Linked DNA regions of Mus musculus: region 2 is linked to region 1. The links are chromatin contacts, called in public promoter capture Hi-C maps. All regions are on one chromosome and are shown on one strand. Each heading gives the region's core, a stretch centred on a gene start, on an enhancer-like site or on the middle of the called end of the contact. The rest is flanking DNA. Distances are from core to core; before and after follow the strand shown.

The links. Promoter capture Hi-C pulls out the DNA fragments that hold promoters and counts their contacts.
Region 2: a promoter capture Hi-C map of liver shows a contact between it and region 1, with 4 times the contacts expected there. The contact joins the promoter of Atad5 here to the promoter of Git1 in region 1. A contact is called at or near these places in 1 of 39 promoter capture datasets (liver) and 1 of 9 other capture datasets (liver).

Annotation. Positions count from the first base shown.
Region 1 is chr11:77,489,962-77,496,045 of GRCm38.p6, reverse strand. It overlaps Git1 (GIT ArfGAP 1), which reads right to left and starts at 2,634. Exons shown (of 20, transcript NM_001004144.1): 1 at 2,412-2,634. The coding sequence starts at 2,463. It overlaps Ankrd13b (ankyrin repeat domain 13b), which reads left to right and starts at 6,004. Exons shown (of 15, transcript NM_001373882.1): 1 at 6,004-6,084.
Region 2 is chr11:80,085,117-80,091,200 of GRCm38.p6, reverse strand. Atad5 (ATPase family, AAA domain containing 5) reads right to left here and starts at 1,801. Exons shown (of 23, transcript NM_001029856.2): 1 at 1,365-1,801. The coding sequence starts at 1,430.

The DNA of each region.
Region 1 (6,084 bases), core at 1,385-3,884:
CATATTCCCCAGCTCTGGTGACTTACGGCCTGGGTATCTGAAGATCTTTCCTCCAGCCTATCAGAATGTAAGGCCCGATGTAAAGGTGGTGGGTTGGGAAGTGAACGTTTGTTAGCCAGGCCAGAGTTCTTGGGACCAAGGCAATGAGGAAGAGTAGGCAGAGGCAAAGTAAGGGGACAATCACCCTGTGATTGTGCACCCTGACTCCTGCCCTCTCCTGGATTCCCAAGGCAGGCAGGGGCACAGCACCTGGTAAGGTGACACAAGCTGCCACAGCAGCCACATTGTGTCCTTGCAACATAGTCACACCTGTCTCTGAGCACAGGCTCACCTCCTACCTCTATCACACTCCAAGTTAATAAACTACAAAACCACCATGACCCCACTCCATGATCTCACTCCATAGCCCTGGCTGGCCTGGGGATCTGCCTGCCTCTCTGTCTCTCAAGTGCTGGGTTTAAAGGCATGTGCTACCTACCATACCCAGACAATAACAGAGTTCTATCACAGTGACTCTGTGACTCTGGGCTATAATGGGATATATATGGACTATATTTTATCATATGCATGGGATATGAGAAGGTCAGGCATGCTTATGCTCTCTTGTCTGGGATGCTATAGGCCTAGATCAAGGATGCCATTGTCTGTCAGACCCAGTGTGGCACAGGGCACTCCTGACAAAGACCAACACTTGTACCTGGGGAATGGCTGCCACGTGGCAATCACTACACTACACACTAGGTGCTAAGGTGGGATAATGAGGAAGACTGTCAACGCTCTGCCCATCTGCTTAGTAATTTGCATTCTGCATCAGAGAGAGGAAAAGAAAAGAATCCTGAGGCAGGCCTGCCTCTGTCACATGAGGATGGGGGCTATGAGCTCAGTGGCCTAACATCTAACACACCCTGTTCCTCCCAGCACCGACTGGGTGTCCAGAGGCTGCAGCCAGCCAGTCACAGACTCTATCTGCTCCAGAACCAAGAATGTAGACTGGGAAATGCAAGGGTCCTCAAAATCCATTTCTGTTCCACCTGAGACCCAGAGTGAGCAAAGCATCATAGAATAAGCTGGAAACAAAGCTACTACCTGACCCTGGCTCCCCTGATGGGGCCTGCTAGGCTCCACAGACACACCGCTCATCCATTCAAGGCCAACCGGGGAAAGGGAGTCGTCATTTCCAGCTAACTAGGGGTATGGATGTCCATCTGTAAACGGATCTTCTAGGACCCTCCAAACCGTGACATATCCTAAGGAGGTCTCAGGGTCAGTCACCTACAAGGTGTCCCATGTTCATGACTCTGCAACTACCCACAACTCCCAGTACTCCAGTTTAGATCATGAGAATTACAGGACCATCATTCCTTGGGCTCACGGTCAGATCTTGGGATTTTAAGGGGTGACTACAAGTTATGGGCCTGCATATCAGCACTCCACACTCTCACCTAATCACATCTTCATTACCCAGAGTCCATAAGACCCCGAGACTGTATGGAGACACAGCTTCTTTTATAGAGGATGGGCAAAGGCCAGAACTTCCTGCCTCCAGCCAGCTGCTGAGTCCCATCAACGGCTGTGTCCTCCCAGAGAAGGGACCAGCCTGGTGAGTTGTTGCCCTCCCTTCACTTCCTCAGCAAGCCAAGGGGGCTTTCACAGCAGCTCAGACCGACTCACTCTGCTGGTTAGTAGGGAGGAAGCAGTGTGTAAGTCCAGTTCGCTCAGGAGTCAGCTGGACCAGGGGAGCATAAGCAACCTCACCGCTTTCTCCTATCCAATGAGCTAGAGACCAGGAGGGATCGGCGTCTAGACTGAACCAATACCTAGCACACCTTCTCCAACAGGCCTACCCGGAACAGGAAAAGCTGAGTCTAGATGTTCCCAGACACCAGCAGGCCTGGAGATGCTTCCGGGGAAGATGCCCATGCTTAGATTGTTCCTGAACACCGGGCCCTCTAAGCAGCCCCAGCCTTGGGAAGCAGGGGCGGGGAGTCTTAAGAGTAGCTGCCCCTGTCAGGTGCTCCCTAGGAGCTCGTATCCAGGCCCCTTGCCCTCCACCGCTCCGGCGGGCACGCGGGCCATGTGAGCAGCAGGTGCAAGACGCGGGGGTGGCAGGGATGACACAAACCATCCTAGCGCCCACCTCCCACAGCCTGCCGGCCTCCGCCACAGCCCTCCTGCCACACCAGGCTGGCGCTTCCGTCTGGATGCCGCGATGGAGGTGGGAGGCGGTTCCCTCCCGTTCACCGGCTCCAACGCACAGCGCCCCCCGCAGCCGGCCCTCCCGCCAAGGACGCCGCTCCGCAGTGGCCCCCGCCCCGCCCTCCGGCCCGGCACAGCGCTCCCGCCAGGCCTCGGCGCCCGCCCGGCGGCGGCCTGCGGCGCGGTCCCGCCCCCGACCCGATCCCGCCGCTTACCCGGAGCGCTGCAGTCCGCACACACCTCCGCTCGCGGCCCCTTCCGGGACATCCTCAGCGGCGACGCGGCCGCAGCCCTCTGGGCCAGCGTGGGGGGCGCGGGCGGCGGGCCCGGGCGGCGGCGGCGGCCCTGCGGCCCGGCCCGGCTCCCGCAAGGCCCCGGCGAGGCTCCGCGCGCGCGGCCAACCGTCCGCCCCCGGGGCTGGCCCGGAACCCGCCGTGCCCGCCCGCCCGCTCGCCCTCGGGCGCCCTCCGCCCCGCGCCGCCCCGCGCCGCCCCGCGCCGCCCCGCCGCCGCTCGCCGCTCTCCCCGCCCCCTGCGCGGCCCAGGCCGCTCCTGCAGGAAGCAGTGAAAGCCCTGCCCACCGGGGGAGGGGCGGCCCGCACCCCGCCCCGGCGCTCCGCTCAGCTCCGTGGCTGAGCCTCTCGGAGAAAGGAAGCCTGCGCGCAGGCGGGAGTGGACGGGGGTTCTTAAAGGAGCCGCGGCCCGCGCCCGCCTGGTCTGCAACCGAGACACACGCTAGCACTTTGACCTTCACTTTCCGATTGGGGAGTGGTCCAGGGGACGCTCGGCCCAAAAACCGAGAGACGGACGTGGTGGGGATCGGGGTGGACAGGAAGCATTCCCAGGCACAATGCTCCTAGCGGTCAGAGGCTGGGTTGGGGTGAGGTGTGTGTTCTGGTCCCCTGTGTCCAAGTCAGTGTGTCCAGGTGGGTCTGTGGCCATATCCCTGCGGTGTACACTCACTACCACCAATATGGACGGCCAGGTGCCCGAGAGGTCACTTAACTGTGACTCCCTCTCTGTGGGACTAAAAATACATCATTCTTGTTTCAAATAGGAAAGCAAAGAATCTGGGTGATTATTAAGAGTGTTGTGTGCACCAGTAATAACTTGCTATCTGTTTCGTGTACATCAACGATGTTTCCGGGCTGCCCGACGGGTGTGTATGTATCCTAAGCATATGCTTATAACAGGAGCCAATTTTTGTAAGGATTTTTTTTTTCTTGGACTTCTCATGGAGACGGGGGTGGGGGGAGCAAGGAACTAAAGTGCATGTTGCACGTGGGTGCACCCCACACTGAGCATGCTCCCCCATACACGTGTGACCCGTTTGTGCCCAGCCCCCACCCCTACAGCCGCAAAAGGGCTGTCAGAGAACTCAGCTTATGGAGAGGGCAAAAGCACACAACACCAGGTTGGGGGGGGGGGGGTGAGGGGCGGCGGCGCGCTCGTAGGGGAAGGGGCAGGTCAGCGGTGGCAGAGTTAAGGGAGATTCCTGGGTGTTAGGGATTCCTGCTCAGTAATAAAACGGAGGTTTGAGGGGAGTCCTTGGTTAGGGGTGTCTGAGTGGGTCTATTTCTCCCAGCAATGCCAGAGCAGCAGTGACTTGTGGGTGGGCAGGCTCCTTCCCTAGGGGGAGACAAGTAATGCTTATGAGTCACACCACCCAAAATACACGCAAAGTTCCATCGCCTTTTGCTGCAACCCAGATTGACAAGTTTGTTTGAAATTGTGATCCACAGGATATATTTATAATCTCACCTTAAAAAAAAATCTTGCAGACACCCCCCACCCCCAACCAGTAGCTCAGCAGGTGGGGCTTCTGCCAGCAAAGGGTGGTGGTCATGCCACACCATGCTGCACTCATACCCAAGAGTCTGTAGGCTTGGTGGCCGCAGCAATGGAGGTGGGAAGCAGTCTAGCAGCTGAAACTGGGCGCGCAGCCCAGGAGCAGTGGCCGCCCGTTCACCCCGGATCGACCCCCAGCTATGGAATTTCATTTATTAAATGTCGAGGCAGCTGCTGGCAGCCCCGTCGCTTGGCTGCCTTTGTTTCTTCGCTGTGTGGGCGCGTCTGGAGCACGTGGCAGCCAGGGCGTTGAGACCAAAGGGAAAGCGACCTGGGCTTCGTGTGATAGCCGGCCATCTGGCAAAAGGGCAACCTAGCCTCTAAATGCATGCTGGCCTCTCTCCTTTCTTGGAATACAGGGCGTGCAGAGGAAGAATGATTCACGTCCCCCCACCCCGGCCACCCTATCTCCCTATTGGCTCAGGGACTGCCTGGGAGGGACCCTGGCTCACACAGTCCAAACTTTGTTGCAGAACCCCCAACCTCACCACAGCCAAGCTTTAGAGCTTGAAGATGGGGGAAGAAGGGTTTCTGGCTTCCCCGAAGATGTCATCATCCCAGGAACTGAACAGCTCAAATGGAATCATACACAAGGTTTTGAAAACGATTTAATGAGGAATTGTACAGGCATTCTCGCGGCCTCTCCTAGTTGCCCCTCCTTTCTCTAGCCCCCTCCTCAACTCGGGCTGCAATCACGACACTCTGCTGACCCCTGGCGGTGGAGGTGGGCTGCGGCTCTGGGCTGCAGAGACGCCTACCGGCTCCTCCCAGGCTGCAGAAAGGGGCGAGGCAGTCTACTCAGTCCTCCCGGGCCTGGCACCACTGGGTGTGCAGGAAGCAGGAGAGAAGAACACACAAAGAAACCCAAGAAGGGCGCAAGGAGTTTGCAAGCTTTTGCTGTCGCTTCCCACACAAACACTCTCTAGATTGTTGTTCTAAATCGGGTTGGCCAGGAATTCCTTATTTCTGCCTTGAGGTGGGCTCGAGGAAGGCAACATGTTCGCTCCTACCACCTGTCTCAGGCTGGTTGAAGGAGAGAGGGGCCGTTTTCAGGCAGTTCATACCCTTAGCTCATCCCATGAGGTAGTATCTGATCCCAGTTTAGAGGTGAGTGGGCCGAGAAACTCTGAAGGATAAGCAATTTGTTTAAGATCAAGCAATTGTTACGGTATTTAAATACAACTCTCTTGACATTTTCTCTCCCAAGGCATCTTGGTCCTTTTACCATTTGCAGGTGGCCGCCACAGAGGCCAATTTGACTTTGACCACACTCTCTGCAAGGGCTCCTTGTGGAAGCGCTTGTCTCTCTGCTCTTTCAGGAAGCAGGCAATCTGGACTCAGTCATTTTCCTTAGGCAGGGACCCACATGGGATGGAGGTGGGGAAATGCCACCTGCTGCTGTCTTTGCTCAACCTCATCCTGGTTCTTGCTGAGCCATGTAGGGGAAAGACTGTCTTCTTCGCCTCATTAGACATTCTCTTTTCCAACGTGATGTGTGGAAGCTGGGGTTTAATTTTCTGAGAGAGCAAAGATTTGAGAAATATTTCGATTCTCAGACCCCTGGCTGCTTCAGTGACCCTTGGTACTGATGCCCTGCATCTCTCTTAGGGTCACTCTTTAGTCACTATGAATCTAGATGCCTCTTTACCCTCCCTGGGACCCAAGCTCACTTCTGCAGGCCATAGACCCCCGACCCAACGCTTCAGGTCAGCCCTAAAAGCCTCCCCCATTTCCTTGCAAAAGGCAAAATGCCAAAGGGTGGAGGCGCCCCCAACCCACTTGGCATCCAAGTAAGGCCTCCGCTTCGGCCGGGTTTGACTCTCTGTCCACCCTTCCAGGAAATCAGTTCCAGACCATCTCTGGTCATCCGAAACGCACGGTTCTACCAGGCGGACTACAAGCCCCATGATGCTGCGGGGCCAAGCTGTAACTAACCCAGCACGGCGCACCCGGGTCCCCTCCTCTCTTCCCCGCATTCGCTTGTCCCTCACCGTCCGCTCGGGCTGAGGGCCGGGCTATGCGGCTTAGGGGAGCCGGAGGG
Region 2 (6,084 bases), core at 552-3,051, 2.6 Mb before region 1:
ACATTCAAAATAACTGGCAGGAATAATAAACGATATTGGGACAAATTTTGACCATTTAGATAAATGAGGTAAAATTAAATATGTTGAAATAATAAGTGAATTAAAAGTGAATTTATTATTATCATCTTTAAAGCTTTGAGATGGTATCAGAGGCACCACACAACAGACACTCAAGTAAGATCTAAGTTCAAGTACTAGACCTGACATCTACTGGTATGGAAATCTTAAGCAAATTAATTTTTAAAATATAACTTGGGGCTGGAGAAATGGCTCAGCGGTTAAGAGCACTGACTGCTCTTCCAGAGGTCCTGAGTTCAATTCTCAGCAACCACATGGTGGCTCACAACCATCTGTAATGAGATATGATGTCTTCTGGTGTGTCTGAAGACAGCTACAGTGTCCTCATTTAAATAAATCTTTTAAAAAAAAAAAAAACTCGATTAACGGGGTGTGAATGGTGCATTCCTGTGATCCCTGAATAAGCAGGCTGAGGTGAGTAGGTGATGAATTTGAGATGTGCTGTGCTACACAGTAAATAATATAAATATTCTGTAGCTGAAAAAGTTACTTAATTATAAAAATTAAGAATTAGAATTTAAGTGAATACACATCTTAGCTCACTTTAAGGGCACCAGAACACATCAGAAAGCTAGCCTGGTATATGGTGTATAAAAACCATAGCATCTCTGAAGAGGCACAAGCCTGTAATGATGACAGAAGAAAAAGTAGGTCAGAGATGTACTTTAAGATCCTAAAAACTACTTCTAAACGGCATAGAATATCTTTATAGTTGTTTAGTATATATTTCTCTTTCTTTCTCAGAAAGCAAGGGCTTCCTACATTAAGCACTGTCCTCTACTTAGTGTATTCTCTAAAACATGGTAAATATTAAGCACCTACATGTCACTGAGACTCTTAACTACATTACATTAAGCTCTGCGGTCACGGTAAGTTCCTTACTTGATCCATTTAAGTGACATTCTAAATGGAATTCCTAGGACAGGTATTAGTACGGGACTAGCTGAACTTAAAGCTTCATCTTCTTCGCCGTTCTGTGATCCCACATCATCATGAACAAAGAAAGTGACCCTGAAATCCTTGGTGACATGCTATTCCACCAACGTTTCAAGGACCCGGGAACTGTAGTTTTCAAATCCTGACTTAACAACCAGCCCGAAAATATCTTAAAATGCCAACGCTTTTGTGAGAGCTTTACACGGCACACTGAGGCAACTATCCCACACAAAATTATGACTGTGGGTCATCGTGTCCCTCCTTCCTCGTCCCAGAAGCACGCAGGACTCCCCCCATCCTCACGCCACAATTCCCCAACACTGGCAGAAAGGAACTTGACGGATCCTCACCTCAATCTCGTAGTCCTTCACAGGAAGGGGTGCTGCAGCCGCCGCCATGCTCAGGACCCCCACCATGATCTCTGCCTCCTAGAACCCGGGCTCCTAGGCCCTTCAGAGGTCCGGCCCAGCCTGGCTGGAGGCCATAGGGGCGGCAGGTCCAGTGGGAGCGAGCTGCGAGCCGGGGAGCCCGTCTCGGGTCTCGTAGAGACCACCGGCCGGACGCGAGTGAGAGGCTGGGCCCAGGGCCGCCGAGTCAGACTCAGACAGAGATGTACGGGAAGCCCGGGCTCAGGCCCCGAGGTGGCGGCGGGACAATACAAGGTGCCCCCGGGGCAGATTCTCCAGAATAAGCGCTCGAGCCCCACAGAACGCAGATCGGACTAGTGGGGCTTCGGCGGGAGTTCTGTCAATTGGGTTTTCCCGCCGTCCGGAGCGCAGGGGGCGGAGCCTACGACCGCTGTCGGAGGCTGCGCAGACGGTGAGCCGCGAAGGACAAACTACTTCCTTTGGCGAATCTGCGCGCGATTGTAGCAATTTTAGATTAGGAATCTAGTTGAATTTCAGAGATTCGCACTTCCATGTTAAAGTTTGACTTATTGAAGACGTGTTTTGTCTAAGATTACCTAATCATTTGGTGGCCGAATTAACTTAGACTTTAGCCGTTCTTTTTGTTTGTTTGTTTTTCAAGACAGAGTTTCTCTATGTAGCCCTGGCTGTCCTGGAACTCACTCTGTAGACCAGGCTGGCCTCCAAGTGCCGGGATTAAAGGCGTGTGCCACCACTACCCGGCGACTTTAGCTATTCTTAAAATTATATTTTTGAAGCCAGGAAGTGGTGGTGCACTTGGACGGCAGAGCAGCAGATATCTTTAAGTTTGAGGCCAGACTACGTAGAAAGTTCCATTTCAGCCGAGAGACTCTGTCGTTATATAGATAGATATGTAGATAGACTGACTGACAGAAAGACAGACAGACAGAAGATAAAAAGAGATAGAGGAGCCAGGCAACGGAGGCACACTCACACCATTAATTCCAGCACTCTGGAGTTAGCAGAAACAGGCAGACCAGCAGTTTGAGGCCAGCCTGGTATACAGAGAGAAATCCAGGACAGCCAAGGCTACACAGAGAAACCCTATCACGAAAAATCTAAAAAAGGAAGAAAAGAGGCAGCCAAAAGACACCTCATGTTGATCTCTGTACTCTGCATGTATGTATGTACATCTGCACTAACCCACAGGAACATATTATACACATCACACACACAAATATATTTTTTCTTGTTTGTTTGTTTGTTTGTTTGTTTGTTTTTGAGACAGGGTTTCTCTGTATAGCCCTGGCTGTCCTGGAACTCACTTTGTAGATCAAACTCAGAAATTCACCTGCCTCTGCCTCCCAAGTGCTGGGATTAAAGGCGTGCGCCACCACTGCCTGGTGTGTATATATTGGAGGCCAGAAGAGAACATGGAACTGGAATTACAGGCAGTTTTGAGCTACCATTGTGGATGCTGGAAACCAAACCAAGGTCTTCTGCAAGAGCAACAAAGCCCTTTACAACTGAGTCATCTCTCAGGCCTCAGAAAGCATGGGCTGGGCTACTGAGCTACACACCCAGCCCACAATTAACCATTATAAACAGTCTTTGTAAAACCCAGTCACAGTGGTTAAAGATTTAACTGCTGCTGGGGCAGTGGTGGCACATGCCTTAGTCCCAGCACTTGTGAGGCAGAGGCAGGTGGATTTCTGAGTTTGTGGCCAGCCTGGTCCACAGAGTGAGTTCCAGGACAGCCAGGGCTACACAGAGAAACCCTGTCTCAAAAAAAAAATCAAAACAAAAAACAAACAAACAAAAAAGAGCGTAGACTGCACCTGCAGAGGACCTGAGTCTGGTTGCCAGCACCTAAGTCAGGTAGGTCACAACAGTCCTTAGTTCCAGCTCCAGGAGATCTGATGCCGTGTTCTGGACTTCACAGGTATTCACTCACACACACCCACATACCCACAGACAGACACACAACTGCACACATAATTTAAAAATAAATAAAAATAAGAACAAGTAAGTGGACTGTCAATGTTGTTGGAGTGCCACAGAGGATCAGAGAGCTTGCAGCACAATCACGAAAACATCCCAGCCCCGTGGAACACACTGGGCATTGTGTGTATGGCTGGAATGCCAGCTCTGAGACCAGCAGAGATAGGAGGACAACGGGGCCCGGCCTCCAGCCTAACTGGGAAACCATGAGCCCAGGTTCATGGCTACTCACAACCATAGGTAACTTCAGGCCCAGGGGATCTGATGCCCTCTTTTGGCTTCCATAGGCACAAAAACTCTGAATGAATGGGGTACAGAAACATACATGCATGCAAAATATTCATATACATAGCACACATATATACACACACACATACATACACACACACACACACACATATACCAGGGGCTAATCGGATATAGTAGCACACACCTATAATCACAGCACTTAGGAAGTAGAGGTGAAAGGTCAGCAGTTCAAGATTATTCTTCACTGCACAGTATGTTTGAGGCCAGCCTCAGCCCCACGAAACTCTATCTCAAAAAACAAAAACAACTTAAAAAGCAAATAACAAAAAAAAAAAAAAAAACTGTCCCTGGAACCTCTGCACACCTGCTTTGCCTCAGTCAAAATTCTGTGCTTTAAACTTAAGGTTTCTGAGCTTCCATTGTACCTGATGCATTATGTTCCACATTTCCACTTAGTCTGTGCTGTCAGGGCTGGACTGTGAGAGCAAGCAGAGCGCCCCCTGCTGGTTTCGTTCTTAGTTGCTCTCTAAACATTTTGTGTCTGAGTGTGTGCTGTGTGTGCTTGTACACAGCCACATGATCCAGCCTTTCACGTAAGCACTTTGACATTTTAAAAGAGAAGCATAACTTAATCCCAGCACTAGAGAGGCAGAGGCAGGCGGATTTCTGAGTTCGAGGCCAGCCTGGTCTACAAAGTGAGTTCCAGGACAGCCAGAGCTATACAGAGAAACCCTGCCTGGGGGGGGGGGGGGGGGGAGGGGGGGGGAGCTATAACTTAGAGATGTTTACTTTTGGTGGTTGGTTTCCTGTTTATTTTTGTTCTTTTGAGACAGGGTCTATGTAGCCCTGGCTGTCCTGTAACTTGCTCTGTAGACCAGTCTAGATCTCTCCCAGCATCTGACTCCAGAGTGTGGGAATTAAAGGTGTGTGCTACCATGACCAGCTATTTAAATTCTCTTTTTTAAAGATTTTTTTTTTAATTTTTTTTTAAAGATTTATTTATTTATTATATGTAAGTACACTGTAGCTGTCCTCAGACACTCCAGAAGAGGGAGTCAGATCTCCTTACGGATGGTTGTGAGCCACCATGTGGTTGCTGGGATTTGAACTCCTTGACCTTCAGAAGAGCAGTCTTACCCACTGAGCCATCTCACCAGCCCCTTATTTTTTTTTTTTATGTGAGTACACTGTCACTTTCTTTAGACACACCAGAAGATGGCATTGCATCCAATTATAGATGGTTGTGAGTCACCATGTTGTTGCTGGGAATTGAACTCAAAACCTCTGAAAGAGCAGTCAGTGCTCTTAACTGCTGTGCCATCTCTCCAGTCACTATTTAAAATCTTTTGAAGAATTTTTTTGTTACTCTTTTGGGCCCTCAAAACAGGGTTTTTTTTTTTGTGTGTGTGTGTAGCCCTGACTATCTTAGAACTTACTCTGTATACCAGCCTGGCCTCAAACTCACAGAGATCTGCCTATCTCCTGAGTGCTGGGATGAAAGGCATGCACCACCACCGGGCTTACTGTTATTATTCTTACTTATGTGTTTGAGTGTGTGTCTATGTGTGGTATGTGCAAACATGTGAGAAGGCCAAGGCATCACATTCATCTGCAAGTAACAAGGGGGTTGGGCGCTACCCTACATGGGCACTGGGAACCAAACTCAGTTCCTCTGCAAGAGCAGTATGCACTTTGAACTGCTGGGCCCACTCTGGAGTTCCTCTTTTTCGTTGTTTTTGTGCAGTGCTGGGAGGTGGTGACATGTCAAACCAAACAGGGCCTTGCACATCTTAGGTGAGCACTGTCACCAAACTGTTCTTGTGCTCAGAGGTACTTAAGCCTCTGCTCATCGTCTCTGCGCTTCATAACCCTTTCTCTTGTCCTTTTGGTGTCAGTGCAGTCCCCTGGTTGTCCCACTGACTTGGGGAAGGCTAATCCCACGCCCTCCTCTGGATCCTTGTAATCTGAGCTATTCCATGGCCAGTTGGCATCTGCCCTTGCTGCTTCTGGATTCTCTTCCTCTCCTGTCACTCTAGCCACAGGATGATTCACTCTTTAGAAATGTCCTCTGTTAGGTTGAAAATAGCAGGGCCTTCCAGGTGTGGTGGCACAGACCTTTAGACCCTGCAGACACAGGGCAATCTCTGAGTTCATGGCCAATCTGGTCTACAGAGTGAGTTCCAGGACAGCCAACATTATTAAGAAGGAAGGGAGGGAGGAAGAAAGAGAAAAAGAGACAACAGACAGAGAGACTGACAGACTCTGCCTCAAAATCAAGCAAACAAAAGCTGGGCCCAAGAGTGGTTAAAGGTGCTTGCTGACAAGACTGATAACCTAGATTTGGTTCCTTGGACTCACATGGTGGAAAGAGAAAAACTGACTTCTGTGAGTTTTCCTCTGATTTCTACAAATGGCACACATAGAATACATACATACATACATACATACATAC